Linked DNA regions of Arachis hypogaea: region 2 is linked to region 1. The links are chromatin contacts, called in public Hi-C maps. All regions are on one chromosome and are shown on one strand. The core of a region is the stretch at or near the end of the contact, and the rest is flanking DNA. Distances in the headings are between cores, read along the strand shown.

What was found. Hi-C and Micro-C count contacts between places; a contact is called where the count stands out from the background.
Region 2: a contact with region 1 is called in a Hi-C map of leaf, with 2.5 times the contacts expected there. The contact joins the promoter of LOC112696637 here to the promoter of LOC112696636 in region 1. A contact is called at or near these places in 2 of 8 Hi-C or Micro-C datasets (both in leaf).

Annotation. Positions count from the first base shown.
Region 1 is chr6:60,595,849-60,601,099 of arahy.Tifrunner.gnm2.J5K5, reverse strand. LOC112696636 (polyadenylation and cleavage factor homolog 4) reads left to right here and starts at 1,963. Exons shown (of 7, transcript XM_072197024.1): 1 at 1,963-2,909; 2 at 3,596-3,697; 3 at 3,968-4,255; 4 at 4,912-5,031; 5 at 5,126-5,251. The coding sequence starts at 4,046.
Region 2 is chr6:61,464,621-61,469,871 of arahy.Tifrunner.gnm2.J5K5, reverse strand. LOC112696637 (PAN domain-containing protein At5g03700) reads right to left here and starts at 2,346. Exons shown (of 1, transcript XM_025749464.3): 1 at 1-2,346. The coding sequence starts at 2,040. The coding sequence ends at 562.

The sequences.
Region 1 (5,251 bases), core at 714-3,213:
GGTTACTAATATATTTGAGACTTAGTTTATTTACCTTGTTCGGATTAGAAAGAACCCTTGGCTTGAACCCTGTTGAGAATCCCGTAAGGGATGATGTTCTCACCTATTTTGGGAATCATTACTTTTCAGATGCAGGTCCTGACGCTTCTCAGTGAACGGGAGGTTTATCTGGAAGGACAGCGAAAAAGACCTTTTATTCCACTTTGCTTTTTGACCCCACCTAGTGGGACAAGACTTTGTTGTTGTTGTTGTTGTTGTATTCCACTTTGATTTTAGACTCTCTCCTTCTTTTTGAAAAATTTATATTATGAGCTTGTTCTAAGAACTTGCCTTTAGAGGCTTTTGATGTAATTTGGAGAGATAAGTCGTGTCTATCAAACTATTTTACTGTTGTAACTCTAGCCGGCCTAATCTTTGCGGGCTGAGACTAGTAGATACTTATATATATATATATATGTGTGTGTCTCTTTACTCTTATCCTTCCTTCGAGCTTTTAATTATCTATGTTTTCTGACGTGCTTATGTTTACCATCAAGTGTGAATGATTGGCGAATTGTCTTATTCCTTGAAGTTTTAAATCTTTTCACAGACTTCTAGTATAATATTCCTTTTTATACATAAGTATTTATATCACAGCTTGAGTTGTAGAACTAAACCATAATAGAATTATGACTTATAAGGCAATGAATGGTAGGGTGTTATAGCTGCTACGACTACCATTTCTCCTGGAACTCTATTGCGCCACCGCCATCATATGTGAAGGGGAGAAGAAGAAGCTATGAGATATAGATTTTGCAGCACGATGAGTTTATCTAAATGTTAGGGTTAATGATTTAGGAATTTTTTTATTTAGAGATTTTAGTTTTTCTAAATATTAAATTTTAATAATAAATAAAAGTACCTCATAATTATATAGCTTTGTGAGTTTTCCATTTTATCATTGAAATTTATTACCTCAGCATTTTTCGTTAACAGAAACGGAGATAGTTAACGTTTAGTTATTTTTGTCGGATTCTAAAATTATTTAGGGATCTTTTTGTTAATAATGTCTTTTAAGTATTATTTTGTCAACGTTTAAATTTTTCCAATACTAATTTGATAGTTATCTCATCTTTTTATTCACTTTCTTCTTCCTTTATTCTTTCAGAGAAGAATTAGGTAATTATAATACCATATTTGGTGCTCAATTATTAATGCTGGTTCAATTTTTTGTTTTTAAAAATTTCTTTTAGTGTTTGTTTGGGCGCCATTAGATTAATAAAAATGATCTTTTTTCAATAAAGAAGATTTTTTTATTTTTTAGCGTGTTTGGTAAATTTTTAGTAATAAAAATAAAAGCACTAGAAAAATAAAAAATATTTTTTTTTGAGAAGGTACAATTTATATCTTTTTAAAAGATCTTTTTCTTTAAAAAAATATTTTTTCACATAATAAATAAACAAAAAAATATTTTTATATTATTATACCCAAACATAATTGATAAATTAAAAAAATCTTTTTGCATAAGATATTAAAACATAAAATTACTTTTATTTTTTTATAAAATCTTTTAAAAAAGATAATTCAATTTTTTTTTTAAAAGTTCACTTAAACAAACCCTTAATCTACTTGATTCTTCAATATTTGTTACTCTGATTTTGATGTGCTTATTTTTATTTTAAAACAAATGCTTATCTTTTATTATAGTTAATGTAATTTAGTTAAATGTTTAAGTGGTTAAAAATAGAAGGAACATTTGAAAAATTAAATATATATTTTTTTTAGTGAGTCAATAAAAATCTAACATTTAAATATTTTTGTCAAATAAAATTTATTTTTTATTAGTATAATATTAATTTAATAGTTTGTGATCAATTTTATCAATATCTAAATTTTTTATGATAAAAAATAGTTATTTACTCATAAATTTATTAACAAACAGAGATAGTATAAAAAAAAATCTCTTATGGCAAATATTCAATTAATGTCGGAATTATAATTTCAAGAATGTCTGAGATCAGATCTACTATGTATAAAAAAAGGGGAGCATCTGAATTGAATTGAATGACTAAATCAATACTCTGATCAACGAAAGAAAGTGAAAAAAAGAAGGAAGGAAAAAAGAAAAAAAAAAGAAGAAAGAAAGAAACAGTTCGAATTGAGATTGAGGAAAGGTCACACTGATAGTTCAGTTCACTAACCTGGAGTTACTACCGATGAGTTTCTTCACTCTTGATGCTAATCGCGTCCTTCATATAACGTTCAACCCCCTTCTTTTTATCCCTCCTTTTTGTCTGGATTTGGAGATTAGGGTTTAACCCAATCCCCCCGGTAGATTTTGTCTTTTCCCTCTTTCAGTTTTCTTCTGTTTTTCATTCTTTTTCTCCACCTGGCAATAAAATCTGCGCGGGAACCAATTACCGGACGCTATTTCGTTCGGTAAATCAATTGAATCTTGTTCCCGCAAGCTCCTCGCTTAATTGAAACTACATTAGGGTTTTTACATTCGTTTCATATATATACGTATTTTTTTTAATTAATACATGAACATGGAGAGCACGCGTAGATCGTTCGATAGATCGAGAGAGCCGGGCGCCAAGAAGCCCCGATTGATCGACGAGCTCGACAGCAGTTCCAACCCCATTTCCCGACCGTTTTCTCAGCCGCGGCAACCGCCGTCCTCTGCGGTTACACCGTTGACTTCCGCCACCGCGAGGTTCCGAACTAACAGCGACAGGGACTCCGAAAGCAGCGACAGGTACCACCCGCAACCGCCACCGCACCAGGAGCTTGTATCTCAGTACAAGGCCGCGCTAGCTGAGCTCACTTTCAACTCGAAGCCAATAATTACGAACTTGACCATCATTGCAGGAGAGAACCTTTCTGCTGCGAAGGCCATTGCTGGCACCGTTTGTACCAACATTCTAGAGGTGAACCTTTAAAGTTTGCACTGTGCGCTTGTTTATGCTGTTTTTTTCACAATCTGTTTTCATGTATTGTGCCATTTTTAATTCTTTGGATTGAATTGAGTTGGTAAGAATCTAAGATGCAAGTAATGAATGGGAAGAGTTGCAGTCCTGGGAGTAGATGAGAAAAAGAGATGTTTTTCTGGTAGTTTTTTTTTTTTTTTTTTTTAAAGCATTTATGCTTAACCCAATTCAATCAAGTTTCATTTGTTAATTGTTAAGGTTTTCAGAGAATAAAGATCTATAGTTTTTCAATCAAGAGGTAAAAAGAAAAACTAAGAATTATCCTTTGCTTGGTGATGGCAGTTTTGTAGGAGTATCATTAAAAAGTAGTGCTCTACATTTTTCCTGATTCTCTTTTCATCACTTTGTATAAAACAGGGGGTTTACAAACTTTGAAAATTTTCATTTCTTTTTTATTTGTTGTTGGATATGGCAAAGGAAATGAACACTACTGTTTCCTATTATAATCAGTGCTCTGAAGTCTGGTTTCAATGAAATTTGCTCATACTTTTTAGGCTTTAGTTGTTACCCTTGTTTAGATATGGCTTGGCAGTGTTGTATCTGTTTCTTTGCTTATTAATTTTTTCCACAGTAGAAAAGCTGTCTCATCGCTTTAACGATTCAAATTTGTGTTAATGACTATCCAGGTTCCAAATGAACAAAAGCTTCCATCTCTTTATCTCTTGGACAGTATTGTTAAGAATATTGGGCGGGATTATATAAAATACTTTGCTGCCAGACTACCTGAGGTCAGATATCTGTTCTGTTTTCATTTTTGTTGACCTTTAATGCCTTTATCTAGAAACTACTTATCACTTTGTTTATTATATGATCTACAATGAATAGTCCAAATTCTGAGGTTATGAGGTTTTACACTATGTAGGTCACATCGAAAAAGATAGTTAGAATTCTTGCATTTCATTAAATATGAATATTCTGCTTGTTCTACTGGTAACTGTTATTCTCTTTGTATTTTTGCTGAGATATTTTTTCTAATTTTACAACCTATTTTTAACTAGGTACTTGCCCGTTACTCCTTTACATTTTAGGTATTCATCAAGGCATACAAACAGGTTGATCCACCTGTCCATTCAAGTATGAGGCATCTTTTTGGAACTTGGAAGGGATACTTTCCTCCGCAGACCCTTCAGATGATTGAAAAGGAACTTGGCTTCACACCTGCAGTCAATGGTTCGGCTTCTTCATCTGCTACACTCAGAAGTGAATCACAGTCACAACGCCCAGCTCATAGCATCCATGTGAATCCTAAGTATTTAGAACGACAGCGTCTTCAGCAGTCCAGCAGGGTGGGTGAAATGATTGCACCTAAAATGTATAAACGTTTGAAATGTTGGATTTGAGTGGAGTTACTCAGGATTGGACTACCTTTTTTTTGGGTGATCAATTGAATTCTCATTCTTGTTTCTTGGATATTAAAATTGAACTTGAAGATATATCATGCAACAAAATTCTGATCTTGATTACTTCTTACTGAGACACTTGAGACACAATGCAATAGTCCTGCATTCCACATCTTTGTAAATATGAACTTTCTAAGAAACTAAAACTCCTTTACTTTTTGTAAATATGAAATATCCTGACCTTTTTTCCTTTGGATATATTTTGGGTTTTATTGTTGTTTATATGGTTTAATATATTAATCTTGTTAGCTTGAGATAGAGGTAATCTTTTGAATACTTTTTCCCGTGTTGTATTTATGCATGTTTAGACCACCCGACATCTCCTCTTGACACTATACCTTAAAAAAATGATTCAAAATTCCAAAGAAGCCTTGTGATTCATACTATGTATCATGATTTGACAACTCATTCATACACTGTATTGCTTGGGAATATGCTTAGTTTCGAGTAGATATCATCTGTATAATTTAGTCATACATACCTCTTTATATCATATGTCAGGTACTTATTTCTTCTATCATGTCCATTTTCATGTCATGAAGATTAAAGGAGTAGCTAATGATACGACTAGAGCTATTTTGAACTCAAATGAGGATTCAGAGAGGTCAAGTAGAGTTTTGGGTGCTTCACGACCGTGGCTAGATCCTAGGATTAACATGCATGTATGTAGGGTAAATTTCTTTTCTTCTTATGTCTGGTATTCATTCTATCGATTGTCATATTTGAGTGTAATGGTTTATCTTGCATTCTAATCAGCGTATTCAAAGAGATGCATATAACAATTCTGTTCCTGAGAAGAGTTTAGCTGAATCCTATGGGGCCATAAAAAATAGTTCTGGTATTTCAAGTATTGGAACAACTGGCAGTAGGGTTACTGAGCTG
Region 2 (5,251 bases), core at 1,097-3,596, 870 kb before region 1:
GACGGACACCGGTTAAAAAATAAAACAAACAGGCTATTTTTTGCTGTGGGCAACAGTGCAACTGTGCAAGGCATGTTCAACGTGATGGAGATTGGAGCGAAGTGGCTGCATTGAAAAGAATTCATATTTGTATTTATGGGATGACTCAATTAAACAAATTCCAGTTGAGCTACTCCCTGACGTGGATTGATATTTCCATGCTTTTTTTACTCCTCGTCGTTGCTACTCCAAAATGAATATTCAAGTTAGCCTTAATTTTTCACCGAAAATCCACCGACCACCACTGCTCCAATTTGGTCAATGTTAAAAAAGGAGGTGGTCACATATCACATTCACACTTTCACACAGTTAATTATTCATGTGTGCTCTCCATGAAAACTCCCCATCCCATTAATTGCAATATTGCATTATGATTTATACCCCTATTATATTATGATCGTTAGGATGGACCCCTTTCCCCCACCACCGTCCAACCTCCTCATCATTTTCATTGGATACTACTTTATTCATAAAGCCAATAACATGAATCAAGAATCGTCATCCCATTCGTCATCATCATCATCATCTTTGACCGCTCATCTCAATGGATTTAAAACTGTCGGATCCAAGATTCCTATACGGGCCGGGTGAAGACCCGTTTTCTTCGCCCAACATCCCATTGACCCCTTTCCTTCTCCACCGCATTCTCATCATCCACACCCCAGCCCCAATAAAGACAATCCCAACCATAACCCCAACCACCACCCCAACCCGAACCCCAACCCGATTCTTCCCACTCTCACTTTTCCTCACCTTAAAATACCCAACCTTGTAGTCTTCCCCGGAACCCGTCATCGTCCCAATCGGGTAGTCCATTATGTAACAAAACCCGCTTACGTTGTTGTACATCGCACCCCAACAGCTACAGTTTCTCTCGCACAACCCTTCACACTCCGCCGAAGACGGCGTCGTCACGTGACCATCCAGCTCCTTATGCGGTGGCTCCACCCCCGTCCTTCGAATCACTGAGTAGCTGTCTCCACCAATCTTTTCCGAGCACAAGTTTCCGTTGCTACCACCGAAGCATCCAACACCCGGTTCGAACCGGGTTCGGTTATCCAAACACGAGCACCCAGACCCGCCCGGAGTACACAAACCGTACGAACCGCAGGGGAGTGGAAGCTCGCAGGTTTCCGTTATGGCCTGGTAGTTGAGCACCCAACTGGACTTGTTGGAATTCCAATAATACCCTTTGAGGTTCCCATCGGGTTCTAACCGCACGAACAGAAACGACGATGCCGTTGGATTTTGTTGGAAGCTGTCGAACTTCTGAACGTCAATGGGCTTGGCGCTGGTTTGGTACATGCCCAGATACCCCTCTTTATTGACACGTGCGTAAATTGGTCCCTGTCCTTGTTTTATAACTGCTTTGGCCTCCAGTGCGGTGCGCTTCCAGTAGAGTAACTGCCTCAACGAACTTGCGTCATTTTCGGGGTAGTTAGCGTAGAGCCCCATGAAGTCGTTGCCTAACCGCAGCGAGTACAAACCATTTTGCGACGATAATGACATGGCGGTTGTGAAGTTCTGGTCCTGAACGAGAGTATTTGTGGGGAAATCGAAGCTTTGCCATATGGGAGTGGCTTTGGCTTTGTTTAGGATCTGAAGGTTGGAGGTGTTAAGTAAGAGAAGGGTGTCGCCGCCGTTTGTTTCGGTTGACCAGAGGAGGTTTGTTTTGGGGTCGGAGAGGAGAAGAGTGCCGTTGAAGGAGAGGCGCGTGGTGTGGGACCATGAGGCCAAGTGAGTTGGGTTGGCGAGCCAGAGTGGCTGCGAGGATGCCACATGGATGACGGCGAGTGCGAGGTGGTTTTGGTTCCGGCGGAGGAAGCATAAAGAGAAATTGCCAGTAGGGTCGGTGAAAAGGGACTCGAACAGCGCCGTTTGGGATTGTGGTGACGCGGAGAAGCCTATGTGGATCTGTGGTGATGCGGAACATGTCAACGCTGTGGCGAGGGAGAGGAATAGTAGGAGTAGGAACGGGGACATGTGAGTAGGCCTAAACATGATGGTTGAATTAATATGATCACTACACAGGGAAAGAAGTTCCACAGTGCGAGAGTTTCCATTTATAGAGTTAAGAAAACTACTGTTGTGAAAAATAGAGTTAAAAGATTCAGACGCTCACCAAAAAAAAAAAAAGTAGAGATGTTATTGATAAGAATACTAAGTAAAATAGTTAACTAATTCCAAGTTCCAACTAACTACTATGTGCGTATTTTTTTCATCTTCATATGCGCTGCTTTTTTTTCTTTTTCTTTTTCTTACTTATTTACACTTTTGTTGCGGCTAATTTTTTTTTATATGACACCAACTTTGGTGTAATACTAGGTTATGAAACTATAGAGTGTTTTACACTGGTATGACGGCGTTCAGGTGAAGGGAAGTAATTAGACGGTCTGATTTATTGCAGCTGAAAGGGAACACAAATCGAACCGTTCGATTTGTAGTTTATGGAGGATAGTGTATGAAAATCGGATCCATCGATTTCATGCTTAACGTACAAATTTTTTTTTTGACCTAAGAAAATCGGACTCAGCGATATCTTTGCAGGATTGAAAAAAATCTTGCAGGCCATGAAATTGGAACCAAAGATTTCTGGATTGCCATTTCTTTTGCGCGGGCCGTTCACTAATCGGACGGTCCGATTTTATTGTTTAAAAAAATTTGAACGACCATGAAAGCGGTCGGATGGTCCGATTTGAGTTTAATATATGTTTAAACCTAACCCAATGCTGAGCAGCCAACTTCATCTTCTTCTTCTTTTGTGCTCCAAATCTTCGAAGCTCTCCTCTCTCTTTCTCTGCATCTCCATTATCATGGATGATAGAGTGAGATTAAAAGTGTATTATCATGGCCAAATATTGTTACAAACATCTGAAGGAGTGAAATTTGCGTGTGAAAATCCGTTAGATATTATAATTCCTTTCACACTGTCTTATGAAGAATTGAAAGGTATGATTTGTGAGAAGATGGATTCTCAAATATCTAGGAGAGTGTCGTGTATTTTGTACAGATATCCTATATTTGTCTTTGGTGAGTTCGTGCAATTCCAAACGAAATACGTGACCGATGAAGCAAGCATGCAAGAAATATTTTCAGTGTATCTTGAAAGTCGGTCATGAATATCGTTCATTGAACTGTATATCGAGTTCGAGCAATCTACAACAAACCGAGATATTGAATTGGAATATTACAACAGTAATAGTGAGGAAGAGTTCGAAAGTAACTACGAGGTCGTTGATCTAGGTGTAGACGAAGATCAAGCTGACGAGGCTATGGTGGTAGATGTGGCGGATGTGGCAAATGCACTAGCAAACCAGCAGCCGTTTGTGGAGCCGAGTTTCATGCGATCGTTGGATTTGGAGGCTATGCATGCACCAGAGTTTCCTCAATATGTAAATGCAGGTACGCCATCATTTTAAATTAATATTTGTTAAACTATGATTTGTGCATAGGTTTTGAGTTTAGGACAAATATTTAAGACAACGGTAAATAGGCAAAATATGGCATATAATTAGTAATTGTTTAACGTTTAATTATCAAGTAAACATGTATGCTGAGAAATTTAGTATTTTCCGTCATTGTTATTAAAACTAGACCGGATCAGCCGGTTCGACTGGAAAACCGGTGAACCAAACCAGACCTGCCAGTTCAATTCGAAAAATCCAAAGTGAACCGGTTAAAACCGGTCAAACTCCGAAAAATTAACAAAATACTTATTGTTCCTATTTCATATCGTCCGATCAAACCCAGTAGTGTGGAGTATGTAGTGGACCTCCGTCGACAACGGTGTGACTGTGGTGAATTCTAAGTTGACCGGCTTCTGTGTTGACAAGTGTTTGCTTGTTGTGCAAACCAGCGGCTGGATTGGCAACTGTATGTACATGATGTCTACAAGATGGACCAAGTTCGACGAGTTTATAGGGCTGGGTTTAGGCCACTAGGGAATCCCACAACATCGCTTGTTTATCATGGACCTCGATTTGTAGGTAATCCATTCCTCAGATGGGTATCCAAAGGTCGGCCAAGGATGACCCGTTTCTTGAATGAGATGGATACTCGGATGTTGCGTGGTCCTAGGCGATGTAAGCAATGCGAGGCCGAGGGCCATAACCGTAGTAGATGTCGTCAACGTGGTAGTGCAAGTGCAGGTGCGACCACCCAATAGAGCTCCAGCCAAATTTCTCACTCGAGTTATTGTATGACTTTCAATATTTTATATATCGTATGACTTTCGTGTGTGATGTTATTGTATGATTTTGGGATTTTCATATACTGAAAATTTAATGTGAGTGTTGATGAAAAGTAAAGTAGCATAGTTGATGACATAAATAAGTCCACTAAACACATAAGTCCAACATATTCTAAATAAATAAGTCGAATACATTCTAAATAAATAAATCCAACACATTCTACATAAATAAGTTCAACAAACCGGAAACAATAAGCAACAAACACATTCTAAATAGATAAGTCCAATATAGACATCATTTTCTCGTCGCCCATTTTACATCTTTGTATAATTTCTTGCATTTCTTTGCAATCGGGTTAAAAGCGGATGGGGTATATCGACTAGTGCTCCGACGTGGGGATCAGCTCTAAGGTTGTATCCTTTTTCTTTTTCGCTAGTGGTTGTACCTATGAAAACATTTAATAACCAACTAATCAAATCAACTAATCAATAGCCAACTAATCAAATCAACTAATCAAATCAAATCAAACCAACTAATTCAATAACCGACTAATTGGTTCAACTAATCAAATCAACTAAGTCAATAACCAACTAATTCAATAACCAACTAATCAAATCAACTAATCAAATCAAATCAAATCAACCCAACTAATTCAATAACCAACTAATCAAATCTACTAATTCGATAACCAACTAATTCAATAACCAACTAATCAAATCAACTAATCAACTCAAATCAAACCAGTCTAACCAATAAATTGTTTTACCTGCACTAGGCGCTGGACCATCATTTGGACCATCACCCCCTCATCATCAGCATCATCAACCTCCTCATCCTCATCGTCGTCCTCATTCTCGTCCTCATCCTCATCCTCGTCCTCATCCTCATCCCCATCCAGATTGTCAACCAAAAAGTCATCAGCCTCATCATCAACTGCCTAGTAGCTCTCCTAAATTAGACCCATCGGAACACGACATGAATTTTCGCTCTATAAGGCCGATTCTCACGCTCCCAGTTATGCC